2 separate regions of the Sus scrofa genome follow, and region 2 is linked to region 1. A link is a contact called in public promoter capture Hi-C data. All regions are on one chromosome and are shown on one strand. The core of a region is the stretch at or near the end of the contact, and the rest is flanking DNA. Distances in the headings are between cores, read along the strand shown. Region 1 holds the start of CPNE3 (copine-3). Region 2 holds the start of WWP1 (NEDD4-like E3 ubiquitin-protein ligase WWP1).

What was found. Promoter capture Hi-C pulls out the DNA fragments that hold promoters and counts their contacts.
Region 2: a promoter capture Hi-C map of fetal liver shows a contact between it and region 1, with 3 times the contacts expected there. The contact joins the promoter of WWP1 here to the promoter of CPNE3 in region 1. A contact is called at or near these places in 1 of 5 promoter capture datasets (fetal liver), 1 of 47 Hi-C or Micro-C datasets (heart right ventricle) and 2 of 2 datasets of contacts at active chromatin or transcription factors (alveolar macrophages and skeletal muscle).

What each region holds. Positions count from the first base shown.
Region 1 is chr4:50,343,737-50,347,134 of Sscrofa11.1, forward strand. CPNE3 (copine-3) reads right to left here and starts at 1,664. Exons shown (of 16, transcript XM_021089156.1): 1 at 1,481-1,664. It overlaps RMDN1 (regulator of microtubule dynamics protein 1), which reads left to right and starts at 1,150. Exons shown (of 9, transcript XM_021089160.1): 1 at 1,150-1,389. The coding sequence starts at 1,261.
Region 2 is chr4:50,507,671-50,511,141 of Sscrofa11.1, forward strand. WWP1 (NEDD4-like E3 ubiquitin-protein ligase WWP1) reads right to left here and starts at 1,560. Exons shown (of 26, transcript XM_013996633.2): 1 at 1,229-1,560.

The DNA of each region.
Region 1 (3,398 bases), core at 414-2,913:
AATCTAAAATATGACACAAATAAACATATCTATGAAACAGAGACTTACAGATATAGAGAATAGAATTCTGGTTGCTAAGGTTGGGGGGTGGCTTGAGAGGGAAGGATTGGGAGTGGAAGTTTGGGGTTAGCAGATACAAACTATTATATATAGGATGGATAAACAACAAGGTCCTACTGTATAGCACAGGGAACTATATTCCGTATCCTGTGATAAACCATAAAGGAAATCATATAGAAGCACTGGACTTGGAGTTAGAAGATATGGATTCTACTCTACCAACACCTATGAGCTATGAGTCCTGGGCTAATAAATCTCTTTGAGCTATAGTTCACGAGTTTATTAACTTGGGACCCCAGTTACTTAACAAGGTAGTTGGGAAGTTCAAATGAAATGTGTGTGTTAACTCACTATGTAGTATTAAAAGTACTATATAAGTGCAACCTAATTTAAAAAAACAATATCTTCCTTTACTGCCCATAATTTTTCCCCATATATTCCATATAGTAGGTTTGCAGCTTGGGTTTTCACCAACATCAACTCTGAAGCAGGATTCAAAACCTGTTTATTCCCTCTACAACAATTCCAAGCCAGTGAGAAGTAATATCGACCTTACTTAATATTTTGAGGGGAAACTAAGGGTTTTATTTCACACTTGCCATAGCATAGCAAGGCGTCAACTTCCTGTCCAGAGGCCTCCTCTCCCTAGGCTTTCTTACTAGACCAGCATGGGCTTCAGGTTCTGTGTTCATTTCTGGCATCTCTCTCCTCCCTGGGAAACTCCCCTTCCCCCCCCCCCAGTCTCTCAGTCTCTTCTATTTCCTTCTTTAGGTGGAGCAGTTTACTACTTCCAAGCATTATTTCCTAAAAAACACACCAAAATGCTCATCTTTGAAGGCAGCAGAGAATAACAAATCATTATTTTCTTGCATACGTAAATCCTCTGGCCTATTTCCCAGCTTTCAAGTCTGTTCTGGCGATCTCTCCTGCCAAAACCAAGAGACCCAGTCTGCACAAGGAGCGCCAATAAACCAGCGGCCAGAAGGGCGCTTACCACCTCAGTCCCCTCGGCCGCTAAGTCCCACCCAATCGGTCTATTTCCCTCCCCCGCCAGACCCGTGGACCGGAAGCTGCTGCGCTAAAGAGGCACCGCCCCGGAAGTCGGTGGGGCTTTCTCGGGAAGGACTGTGACTCCTTTATCTCCGCCCGGCTGGGTAGCGAGCCCAGGGGGTGAAGGGTCAGGCCTCTGGTTTTTAGATCATGGCGCTAACCTTACGACTCTGGCGCTCGCTCCCTTTGGGACGGAGCTCCGCGCGGGCACTTCGGCTCCCGACGGGTGCTGCTGGCAGCCGTGGGCGGTGCGTTCCTTGGCCACTCCGCGGCTCTGAGGTACCCTCGCAGTCCTGGCTCTCACTTCCCTCCCCTACCGGCTGGACTCCGGCAGCCCCTTCCTTCTTCAGGCTTGGTGGCCTGGCCTCACCTTAGGAACTGAAGGAACTTGGGCCAGATGTGCCAGGAACGCCCCCGGTGAAAGCGACGGACTAGTCCTCTCCCTTTCGCAAGGCTCCTTTTCCTCTCTGAAAACTGGGGTCGGAGGAGGAGGAGCTCTCTCATCTACCCGGAGACTCTGCTCTTTATCTTTTCTGTGCAAATACGGAGAGAGCAGTAGGAGGGAAGGTCTTTGACCCCTGTGAGATAATTTTCGTTTTTGATGATTGCCGTATACAGTATACAGTAACAGCACTCTGAAAAGTTTGTGGTGTTTTGGTTTTTGAAAATTTCTAGGATTCAGAAAGATTTTATATTATTTCCTTTTAAAAATTATGTTTGAGTTTATTTTATTTGCATAATGTTAAGGAAGTATGTTGGGGTGTTGGATTGTCATCCTAGTTTTGGCATTTCTCTTTTTTTACTTCCGGTACCTGTGTTATATGGAAATTCCTGGGTTAGGAGTAGGGGTTGAATTGAAGGTGCAGCCTCCAGTTTATGCCACAGCCACAGCAATGCTGGATCTGAGTTGCATCTGTAACCTACACTGCACTGTGGCAAAGCCAGATCCTTATCTTGCTGAGCAAGGCCAGGGATAGAACCTGAATCCTCAGGGATACTGTGTTGGGTTATTAACCCAATGAGTCACAAGGGGAGCTCCTGGCATGTCTGTTAGACTATTCCTAGGCCTTGGTTTGTTTAATCTCTGAAAGGGGGTTGAAAGGTGAGATGGAGCATCCGTGCATGTGATATAATTTAGGTAATAATAGCCAATACTCCATTTTCACTTCTGCATATTCTCTTTCTTCCAAGGGAGTCAGTAAGTTCAGCCTGTTACAATTAAGGGTAGTGAATATTAGAAAGCAAGGCTCATTGGGGCCCATTTTTTTCAGTTTATTAAACATTTTTTATTAAAATATAGTTGATTTACAATGTTCTATTTCTGATGTACAGCAGAGTGACCCAGTGATTTATATATATATCAATATATATATATACACATTCTTTTTCTTATATTATTTTCCATCATGTTCTGTCATAAGTGATTGGATATAGTTCTCTGTGCTATATAGCAGGACATCATTGCTTATCTAGTCTAAATGTAATAGTTTACATCTACTAATCCCAAACTACCACTCCATCCCACTCCTTCCCCTTTCCCCCTTGAGAGTTACAAGTCTGTTCTCCTTGTCTGTGAGTCTGTTTCTGTTCTGTAGATATGTTCACTTGTGCCATATTTTAAATTGCATATCACATGGTGTTTGTCTTTCTCTTCTGACTTAGTTCATTTAGTTTAAGAATCTTTATTTGCATCCATGTTGCTGTAAATGGCATTTCATTCTTTTTTATGGCTGAGCAGTATTCCATTGTATATATGTTCCGTATCTTTTTAATCCATTCATTTGTCAATGGACATTTAGGTTGTTTCCATGTCTTAGGTATTGTGAATAGTGCTGCTTTGAGCGTAGGGGTGCATATTTTTGAATGAAACTTTTGTCTGGATATATGCCTAGTTGTGGGATCACTGGATCATATGGTAGTTCTATAATTAGTTTTCTGAGGAATCTTTCATACTGTCTTCCATAGTGGTTTTATCAAGTTTCATTCCCACCAACAGTGTAGGAGGGTTCCCTTTTCTCCACACCTTCTCCAGTACTTGTTATTTGTGGATTTATTAATGATGGCCATTCTGACCAGTGTGAAGTGGTACCTCATTGTAGTTTCTTTTTTCGTTTTAGGGCTGCATGTAAAGCATGTGGAAGTTCCTGGGCTAAGGATCGAATTGGAACTGCCAGCCTACACCACAGCCACAGCAACACCAGATCCAAGCTGCATCTGCAGCCTGCAGCACAGCTTGCTGCACTGCTGGATCCTTAACCCACTGAGCGAGGGCAGGGATCAGACCCATA
Region 2 (3,471 bases), core at 310-2,809, 160 kb after region 1:
ATTTGAAGAGCTCCCACCACTTGGCCAGTAAGTTTTCAATTTAAAAAATATTAACTATTACCTACCTTATGGCTAAAAACAAGTCACCTAAATAAAAGAACGCCTTTCTTTTTAAAAGGTCCATTTTGCTTGCATAGTACACAGAGACCTAATGGGACCCGCAAAGTGGATTTATACTTAAGCATGAACTCTTCCAGAAACCTGCATACAACTGCACACTAGGTATTTCAGGCAAAAACACCAAAGTGGGGGAAGATAACTTTGGATGTTGTTCTTTTACACTGCTTATTACCAATAGCATTTTAAAGCAGAAACACATCTTTTAAAGCTTATTTGCTACACAAAAAGATAAAAACCCGTCGAACAGAAAAAGAAAGGCACATCAAGAACCTGGAAAATACTTTATCCTGGAAGAGTAAAAGTGTCAAATTGACAGATACTCCTCTTCTTTGGTAATAAAGGTTTCATATAATCACGGGAGCAAAGGAAGCTCAACTCCGAACAGATGGAGCAAAGAAAGGGCTATGCACAAGACTGGTCATTTAAAGGTTTTAAAAGCAAGGGGCAAATTACAAAATTTATTTTAAAAAAAAGTTTAAAGGATGAAAAAAGGTCCAAGTCACAGATAAGATAAGGACTAGTAAAAACTGCAAGGTCACTGGGACCTACCAGGTCACAAAGGTAGAGGTGGGGGTTGTGCTGGGGGAGCTACAGAGTCAGTGAAGAACCCGGAGAGATTTAAACACACACACACACACACACACACACACACATCAGAAAAAGACGTTCTAAGGCGGGGAGTCCTTGGTTTGGGACGGTGGAATTGCGGTGAAAGTCAGGGCACCGGCAGTTAAGTCCACATATTCGGAGGTTTTTGGAGAGCTGTTAGGGAAAGGAAGAGAAGGTAGAGGGCGAAGGAAGCCTAAGAACTGCGGCTGCCGAGTCACGGAAACACTTCTCTCCGCTCCAGTATCATTAGCTCAGGCCTGTGCCAGGACCAAGTCAGGGCAGGACCGGCGACCCCACCCCAGAAAAGTCTCGGCCCCCGGGGCTGGAGCCAGCAGCCCAGACGGCGCGACGGGCCCAGCCTGCCCCGCGGAGGGTCCCGCCCCGGGGCGGCCGGTGCGGGGCTGCCGGCACAGCCGCGGGGGCTCCCGGCCCGCGCCCCCCGGCCCCTGCCCCGCCCCGCCTGCACCCCCCGGCCCCCGCCGCACCGCGGCGTCCTTACCCGGCGCGGAGCCGTCGGCTCCCGGCGGTCCAGCGGCCACGGCAGCGGCGGCGCCCTCACCCTTCCGCGCCCAAGATCGCCATCTCGCAGCAAGCGCGGCGGCGGCGGCGGCAGCAGCCACCCAGGCGTTGGCCCCGGCAGCCCAGGCCGCCTGCAGCCACTTGGAACCCGCTCGCCGCGCTCGCCGCCACCCGACCCTCCCCCCACCCCCACCCCGGCCACGCACCACCCCCGGCCGACCCCACGCCTCCCTCCTCAGGAGCGCGCCGCGTGCTCGCGTCGCCGGCGCCACGCTTTAAGCGCGCGCTTCCCCCGCCGCCCCGGCTCCGCGCGCTCTGCCGCGGCCGCCCAAAGCCTCTAACTCCGGACCCAGAATCCGGCTTCCCGCGAGCATGCGCAGCAAGGACGCCCCACGATGCCTTTGGAAAACTCCGCTCCTCCGGGTCTTCGGAGTGGTCGAGGGAGGGGGAGGGCCAGCCAATGGGAGAGAGGGGCAGGGCCTGAACCTGTGGAAGGGGAGGGGCCACCGCCGAGATTGGGGCAGTTGCTTCTCTAAACCGCAGGTGTGTACTGCTGACTTGACTTTCCGGTTCGTGGGCCGAAACTGTGCAGGACTTCCAGTAAGGTCCTCGGGGCACTGGCGTTCTTTTCTTGAACGCTTTACGGCGAAAGGAGACTGTTAATGAATACTCCTTCACCTACCTGAGTGTTTGACTTAGAAAGTCATTAAGAGTGAACAATTCGATTTAGCAGACGGTCAACCAGAAGGCTTCCAGTCTACTTTTACTAGTAACCAAAACGTCCACTCTCCCAACCCCACAAGAGTATAGTGATAATACTGAAAAAGTACATGTGTCAGTGCATACATACAACAATCCCATGAAGAAAAGTCTTTTATCCCCGTATATACAGTGAGTGAAGAGAAGTGCTCCAGGTTCTGTGCGTGGCTTTTAGAAGAAAGGCCACCCTGCAAATCAAAATAAGTAGTGACCCTATCACTCACCAGATGACCTGGTCTTCTACTTCAGAGATATAATAAAGGTCATCCAACATGGATTTCTACAATTCTTTGCCCAGCCGCCTCACCCAAACCACCCAAATTACCTACATCCACAACCAAGCTGACTAGTTTCCCTCTATCTCAGAGACTGGGTGTTCCTGCTCCCCTCCAAAAGATGCTCTCTACTGCTTGCTCCCTCCTGTGAGGCCCTCCTTGACATATCTTTAACTTCATCCCTCCTGTTGGGTACAGCTCTTCAGCTCTTTTCTGTCTTAAACTTTCCCTTCATTTTAAAACTTCTTTCTAGTTCTCTCTCTAAGCCTCTGAAAGAGTTGTGTACTAAGAAATCTCTCTTGACTTATCTTCCTCTCATCAGAGCTTTCAAGACAAAGATTAACATGATCTTCAAGGCTTCTTTCATGCTCACATGCTCTGTCTCTTCTCTTATGATGAACTCTTCGGAGTGTCCCGATTGTGTTCAATCTTGTCTACTTTGAAGAGTACTGTTTCCTCTAACTTTTCCCTCACATTTTTTATTGTCCAGCTCCTTTAATTTTTTTATAACTTCATTTTTATTTATTTTTTTGGTCTTTTTTGGCATATGGAGGTTCCCAGGCTAGGGGTCCAGTCAGAGGTGTAGCTGCAGGCCTACACCAGAGCCACAGTAACATCAGATCTGAGCCACATCTGTGACCAACACCAGATCCTTAACCCACTGAGCAAGGCCAGTGATCAAACCCTCGGCCTCATGGATGCTAGTCAGGTTCGTTAACTGCGGAGCCACCACGGCTCCTTTAAAAATAAATTCCAGAACATGCTCACATATGCAAATTTTGCATTTGGGGTGGATAAGCAATGAGATCCTGTTGCATAGCACAGGGAACTATATCCAATCACTTGTGATGGAACATGATGGAGGATAATGTGAGAAAACTATACATGTATATTTGTATGACTGGGTCATTTTACTGTACAGCAGAAATTGAAGAACATTGTAAATCAACTATAGAAACAATGAAAAATCTTTAAAAAGGAACATGCTCACAAGTACACTCTCAAACATGAGCTACTCATACACAGCAGAGGTCTGCAGTCTATATGTATAATGCATGCAGGCCTCTTTTCACTTCTAGCTCTCCTGAATCCTCAGTTTCCCTCTAAGTTGAGTTCCATTCAGAAGCTACTATTTGGACCTAGGCCCCTAAGTTGCACCAGGCTTTCATTATTAAATATTTGTTGTTTC